Regions from separate parts of the Danio rerio genome. Here region 2 is linked to region 1. A link is a contact called in public Micro-C data. All regions are on one chromosome and are shown on one strand. The core of a region is the stretch at or near the end of the contact, and the rest is flanking DNA. Distances in the headings are between cores, read along the strand shown. Region 1 overlaps LOC141385599 (a long non-coding RNA gene). Region 2 has its middle 18 kb from the start of hapln1a.

Evidence for each region. A called contact is a pair of places that touch in the nucleus more often than the background predicts.
Region 2: a Micro-C map of caudal fin shows a contact between it and region 1, with 5 times the contacts expected there. The contact joins two enhancer-like sites. A contact is called at or near these places in 2 of 18 Hi-C or Micro-C datasets (caudal fin and embryo) and 2 of 4 datasets of contacts at active chromatin or transcription factors (caudal fin and embryo).

What each region holds. Positions count from the first base shown.
Region 1 is chr5:47,289,741-47,292,626 of GRCz12tu, forward strand. The region is part of intron 1 of LOC141385599 (a long non-coding RNA gene); the gene reads left to right. Among named protein-coding and RNA genes, the nearest start is that of si:ch211-130m23.2, 36 kb to the left of the region's middle. Within about 2 kb of position 1,456, at least 39 of the 62 cell types and tissues checked have an H3K27ac peak or open chromatin away from gene starts, as enhancers often do. A contact at or near this core is called in caudal fin, where this site is marked.
Region 2 is chr5:47,448,294-47,451,209 of GRCz12tu, forward strand. It overlaps a transcript of vcana not described here. Among named protein-coding and RNA genes, the nearest start is that of hapln1a, 18 kb to the right of the region's middle. Within about 2 kb of position 1,473, at least 4 of the 62 cell types and tissues checked have an H3K27ac peak or open chromatin away from gene starts, as enhancers often do. A contact at or near this core is called in caudal fin, where this site is marked.

The DNA of each region.
Region 1 (2,886 bases), core at 206-2,705:
CTGTCTATGAAAATGTGATGATGTCTGCCCTCGAGGCCCCTGACCAGAGACGACACCACCTTATGACCCAACGCAGCAGTTGCCAGATCATCACTCGGCTTGCCCACATAAATACGAGTGCGGTGGCAGTAGCCCGAGCGAGAATCACACATCATCCACACCTTCAGCCCCTTCCGAAAAGGCTTCGACGGCATGTACTGCGTTGGTGAAAAGCGCCCCTTTGAGGCGACAGAGCACTCATCGATGGTCAAACAGCGATTAGGCAGGTAGGCGTCCCACATGGTATTCCCAACCATATCCAGCAGAGGGCGTATTTTGTAAAGTCCATCATAGCCCAGCTCCCCCTTGGACGGCTCCGACTCCCGGTCGCACAGATGCAGGTGTTGGTTGAGTTTTTCAAAGCGGCGGGCAGTCATTGTTTTCTTAAAGCCAGCATTCCCTATGAAAATGTCACTGGCCCAGTACATGCCATAATCTGGCAGCTGGTTGATGCCCATGAGGATGTTAAGGCCGACGTACGCCCTCATTTCTCTAATGTCAGTGGGGTGCCAGTGGGCGTCTGATCTACCGCTTCTCCTTTGCCGGTAGAGGGCGTAGTTGTTTGTTTGTTCTACCATGTGTTTAAACAATGAATCTGGGAAGAGCAACCGGAAATAGTCTAAAGTGTCAGCATCATCCCCTAGCGAGTGCTGAGGGCCACTGTCAGCGGTGAAAGGCTCAATTGATATTACCTGGTCAGGCTCTCCCCAGAAATCCGGAGAAGTGCACTCGTCGTCCAAAACATCATACGTGCTGAATAAAGGGTGTTCCTCCTCCTCTAGGTCGGAAAAATCGATGTCCGAGTCGGTAGAAGAGGTTTCAGAGCAGTTATTGGAAGTGGCATAATAGGAGTCCTCCTCGTAGTCCTCGTGCTTGATCCCATTTCCAGTGACTAAAATGATATTGCAGCCGCCTCCCGCGATGTAGCTGGCGGAGTCCGCAGTCTCCTCTCCCTCTGACGCCGCCGCTGCCGCCGCCGCCGCCGCTATGCTCTCCAGCTCAGACTCCCCCTTGTTCTCCTGCAGATCCTCGTCCTCTTCTTCTTCCTCGTCCGACTCGGACTTTCGGAAAGGGATCTCGAACCACTTCACGTCGACGGGGAGATTTACCGGGCAGTCCTCGCCGTCGGAGAGCGCGTTCGTTTCTGTGTCAGTGCTAGTTTCCAAAATAGTAAAAAGCTCTCCTCTTTTTCTTGCCGCCATGTCGGGGTATTGAACTGCCCCTGCATGAGTCCTTTATTTATTTTAGCGGGGTAAATATTCGTCAAAACTAGTCACAAATGCAAAAGCAGCCGAAGCGGTCTCGCGTGTGCGCCCGGGAAACTCATGGCTGTCTAAATCGGGCTGTTTTGAAGGATAGTTTCTCATGGTTTCCGCTCTTGCTTTGGTACGCTTTGTAGCGCAGTGTGGCCGCAGACGTCAGAAGCTGCTCGCATGTCCTGCTTTGTAAGGGCGTTTTGCGACTGCAGCTGGTGGGGTTGCTGCTAGTTCGCTGGGCTGCCAGATGGCCGCTTGCTGTTGTAATGCCCGTTGGCACTTGCCACTGCCTAAGAGCACCGTAGAGACGGCAGATGAAAAGTTCAGGACAATAAACGCACTTACAAAAAGTGGCAAAAGTACCACAGTGATGCGATGTCTGTGTTTTTGGACGTGTGCCATAGTGGTATCACGTCTTCTTGCAAACATATCAGGCTTTTGGCCATGATATGTTGTACAATTCATTTGATACCATGGTATTCTTCAAACTGGTTGTTTGCATAATCAGAAATGTATAGCATCAGTTAGGTTGTATACTAACTGTCAATAGTAAATGCAAATGTGATCAGATATGATCAGCATTATTGCAAAATGTAAATTAAATAAGTCTAATTATGTTAGCCATTATGGCTTGTTGCCTTTGCAAGCGGTGTAAGCTGAAAAACAATAATGCATGTCCAAATGAAGATCTGAATAATCTGTGGAGGCATCGTAAGCATATTCTTCACTGCTTATGATTTTTTTCATTAACAAGTGTTATACCATACAGTTTAATAATTTTCAGAAACATTTGAGAGAACAAATCAATAAATAATAATAATAATAAAAAAACATTATTCATGACTAGCTTTCCTTTGATAAAGCACTATAGTCATTACATATTTATTTCAATATGACTAGAGATATCGTTGTTCTGGATCATTAAATATAATGTGATGATGCCTGGACGTCAGTCTGAACCCAATATCTTTAGAAAGTGTCTTCATACACAAACCACAGCCCTGAGATTGGATGTGCTTTAAGCAGCAAGGCTTAGTTTACAGATACGGCATGTAATACGTATCTTCATGACTGTCTTCATTGATCTCACCCTCTGTCTTAAGGTCAACATTTGTTTTTCATTAAAGCTTGGAATAAAAAAAAAATTAATAAATAAATGAGTAACAATAGAGTGTTTATGATTGTTTCCCTGTGACGGGTTGCAGCTGGAAGGGCATTCGTTTCAAAAAACATGCTGGATTAGCTGGCGGTTCATTCCGCTGTGGCGACCCCAGATTAATAAAGGTACTAAGCTGAAAAGAAAATGAATAAATGAATAAATAAGAATATGTTATTTACTTACTGGATAAAATTAAAACTCTAGTTGCTTATAAAAACTATGAACTTGAAATGACATCAGTTCTTCAGAAATCACTGACTGTAATAAGCTAAAATAATAATACCAGTTTTGAAAATTATAGATATGCATTTCATGGTGAATGTGAAACTGCTTGATGTCTTAATTATACTGAACACCATCCTTCTCTTAAGGTTTGTAATTATCTCTTAAGAGATAATCAAAACTGTAATCAAACCTGAGCAGAATTAGAAG
Region 2 (2,916 bases), core at 223-2,722, 160 kb after region 1:
AAAAGCCATGTAGATTTTAGATTATTTATATTCCTCATTTTGATGTCTCTTTCAAATGTTTACAGTGCAAATTCTATTTCACATGCATTAATTCCTTTACATCTGTAAACCAAGAAACTTACTGTATGTACTCTACGTCATTTCTTTTTGACAATTTAAAATATCTTTAAAGAGAATGTACTTCGTGAGATGCTGAAAAGACTTGAACGAATGTCTTTGTAACAAGATGCCTATAATTTATTTCTTGAGCTGCTCCTTGTTTTCTTAATGTTGTAGTAAAATATAACATACCGATGATTTAACTTGGCCAAATTGCGCATTGACAGAATTCAATAGATTAAATGACATGGTCAATAGCTGGCATTAATGTGACTAATATTTGCAACTCACAGAATTTAAATGCATTATGACATTTGGGGTGTATCAATGGACCAAAAAAAAGGATTCATAACAGCTTTGACAGCAGTGTGTTGTTGGTCATCCATTTGTTTATTCCCAAGCATTTGTTTTTCTTTGAGATCTTTTCTTTTGTGTTTACTTTTTGTTTGTTTTGAAAATGCACATATCTTTTTTATATTTATATTACTTGTCAAAAGATTGTCTGGAATGTTTTATGCCTTTTATGTAAACAAAGTTTATTATATTCTACCTGAATTCTTGGTGTTTTTTTTTGTTCTGATATTCATGCATTCATTTTCCTTCTGCTTTTTATTCATCAGGGGTTGCCACAGCGGAATGAACCATCAACTTATTTAGCTTATGTTTCACACAGCGGATGCCCTTCCAGCTACCACCCAGTACTGGGAAACATCCATACACTTATTTAAACACATACAGTACATTACGCCCAATTTAGTTCATTCAATTTACCTATAGCGCATGTCTTTGGACAACAATGTGAACACAGGGAGAACATGCAAACTCCACACAAAAATGTCAACTGGCCCAGCCGGAACTCAAACCAGCAACCTTTTTGCTATGAGGCAACAATGATAACCACTGAGTCACCGTGTCGCCTTTGTTCTGATATGTTTAGCTTAAAGATATAGTTCACCCAAAATGAAAATGTGCTTCCTATTTAATCACCCTCAAGTTTTTATGAACCTTTATGAGTATTCTGTTGTATACAAGCAAAGATATTTTGAAAAAAAAACTGTATATTGACATCCATAGTAGGGAAAAATACTATGGAAGTCAGTGGTTACAGGCTTCCATCTTTCTTCAAAATGCCTTGAACAAGTGAAGTATGAGTAAATCATGACATAATATACATTTGTTTGGGTGTCTATTTCCAGAATTGTCATGGTTAATATAAACTTTGCCTAATATATGTTATTTATGACGTTATTTTTTTTAAGAGGACAAATTTCATATATAAAGTCAAACTACATCGTTATGTTATACAATACACTGGGACGAGTGAAGACCACGTTTTATTGATTTTTTTTTTTTTAGCATAGCCTGGTGTTGTTCATCAGCAGTGTCACTTGTTGACCACCAGATGGTGTCAGTTGAGTTCACTAACGGGGATATTTAAACGCTGGTTAAAACTACTTGAATAGAAGCTGAATTTTAACGAAACCGTGATACCGTGCCAAATGAGAGAAAAAATAGGGCGTAAATTATCCCGCAAAATGCCAGAAAACATGTTTTCTTTGTAACAGAAAAGCTAAGAGACAGAATCAAACCGCGAGGGAGTCTTTGAGGTTTGTTCTCTGCTGTTTTTATGGTTTCATTGGTCAAAATAACTTATGTGGTCCTGTGACAGTAACCTCGGATGTGTTGCGATTTGCATATCTGTGAAAATAGACATTTGCTGTAGAGACAGATACACATATTTAGTATTTTTTTATTTAGCCTAGTAATTAAAATGTACAATGCTAAAATATATTGGTTAAATGTACTTGGTTAGCTAGTCAGTGTAAATGTTTGCCTGTACAACAATTTTAAAAACCCAGGGGATAATATCAATCAAGGAAAAAGACAAAAACATGTAAATGTTTGCATGCATTAATACAATTAACAGCTTTCTTATTTGTCTGACTATAGATTACAGCTTAAACCCTGATTTCAAAATAATAAATAATGGCTTGCAATCACTGTACTTGCTTTTGTGTTTGCTGAATTTTGCCAACAAAAGTAATAAATTGGTCAAAAAGTACCAAATAAAATTTTGTAAAAAACATAGAAAACTTGGCATAAAGTTGATTCTAATAAAAGAGCAGAAGTCAAACCAAAAAGTATCTACAAATGGGCAACTACAAAAAAAAAAAAAAAAAAAAAAAAAGTAATATGTTTCTGTATGTAGACCAAAACTACAGCATGCACTGTATCAATTTCACAATTAAACCTGCTTGCAAGAAAATAATCACTGGCATAATATTTGGAAATAGGTTTGAAATAAATTTCTTTTACTTTATTTGTTATTAAGTATTTATGATTTATGTTTTGGGTCATAGCAAATCATTAACATAGCTATTCTTGAAAGTCATAACATGAGGTCATTTTTAAGGTAATTGTTCAGCCCCAAAGACAAAAATGATGTCATCATTTGCTCATAGTTCAGTTGTCACAATCCTGTGCAAAATAAAAGGTATTGTGAAGAAAGCTAAAATAATAATAATAGTAATAATAATAACAATAATACAGCGGCACTGTGGCACAGCAGGTAGTGCTGTCACCTCACTCCAAGAAGGTTGCTGGTTTGAGCCTCGGGAGTTTGCATGTTCTCTCTGCGTTTCCTCCGGGTGCTTTGGTTTCCCCCACAGTCCAAAGGCATGCGGGACAGGTGAATTGGGTAGGCTAAATTGTCTGTAGTGAATGAGAGTGTGTGGATGTTTCCCAAAGATGGGTTGCAGCTGGAAAGGCATCTGCTGCGTAAAACATATGCTGGATAAATTATCGGTTCATTTTGCT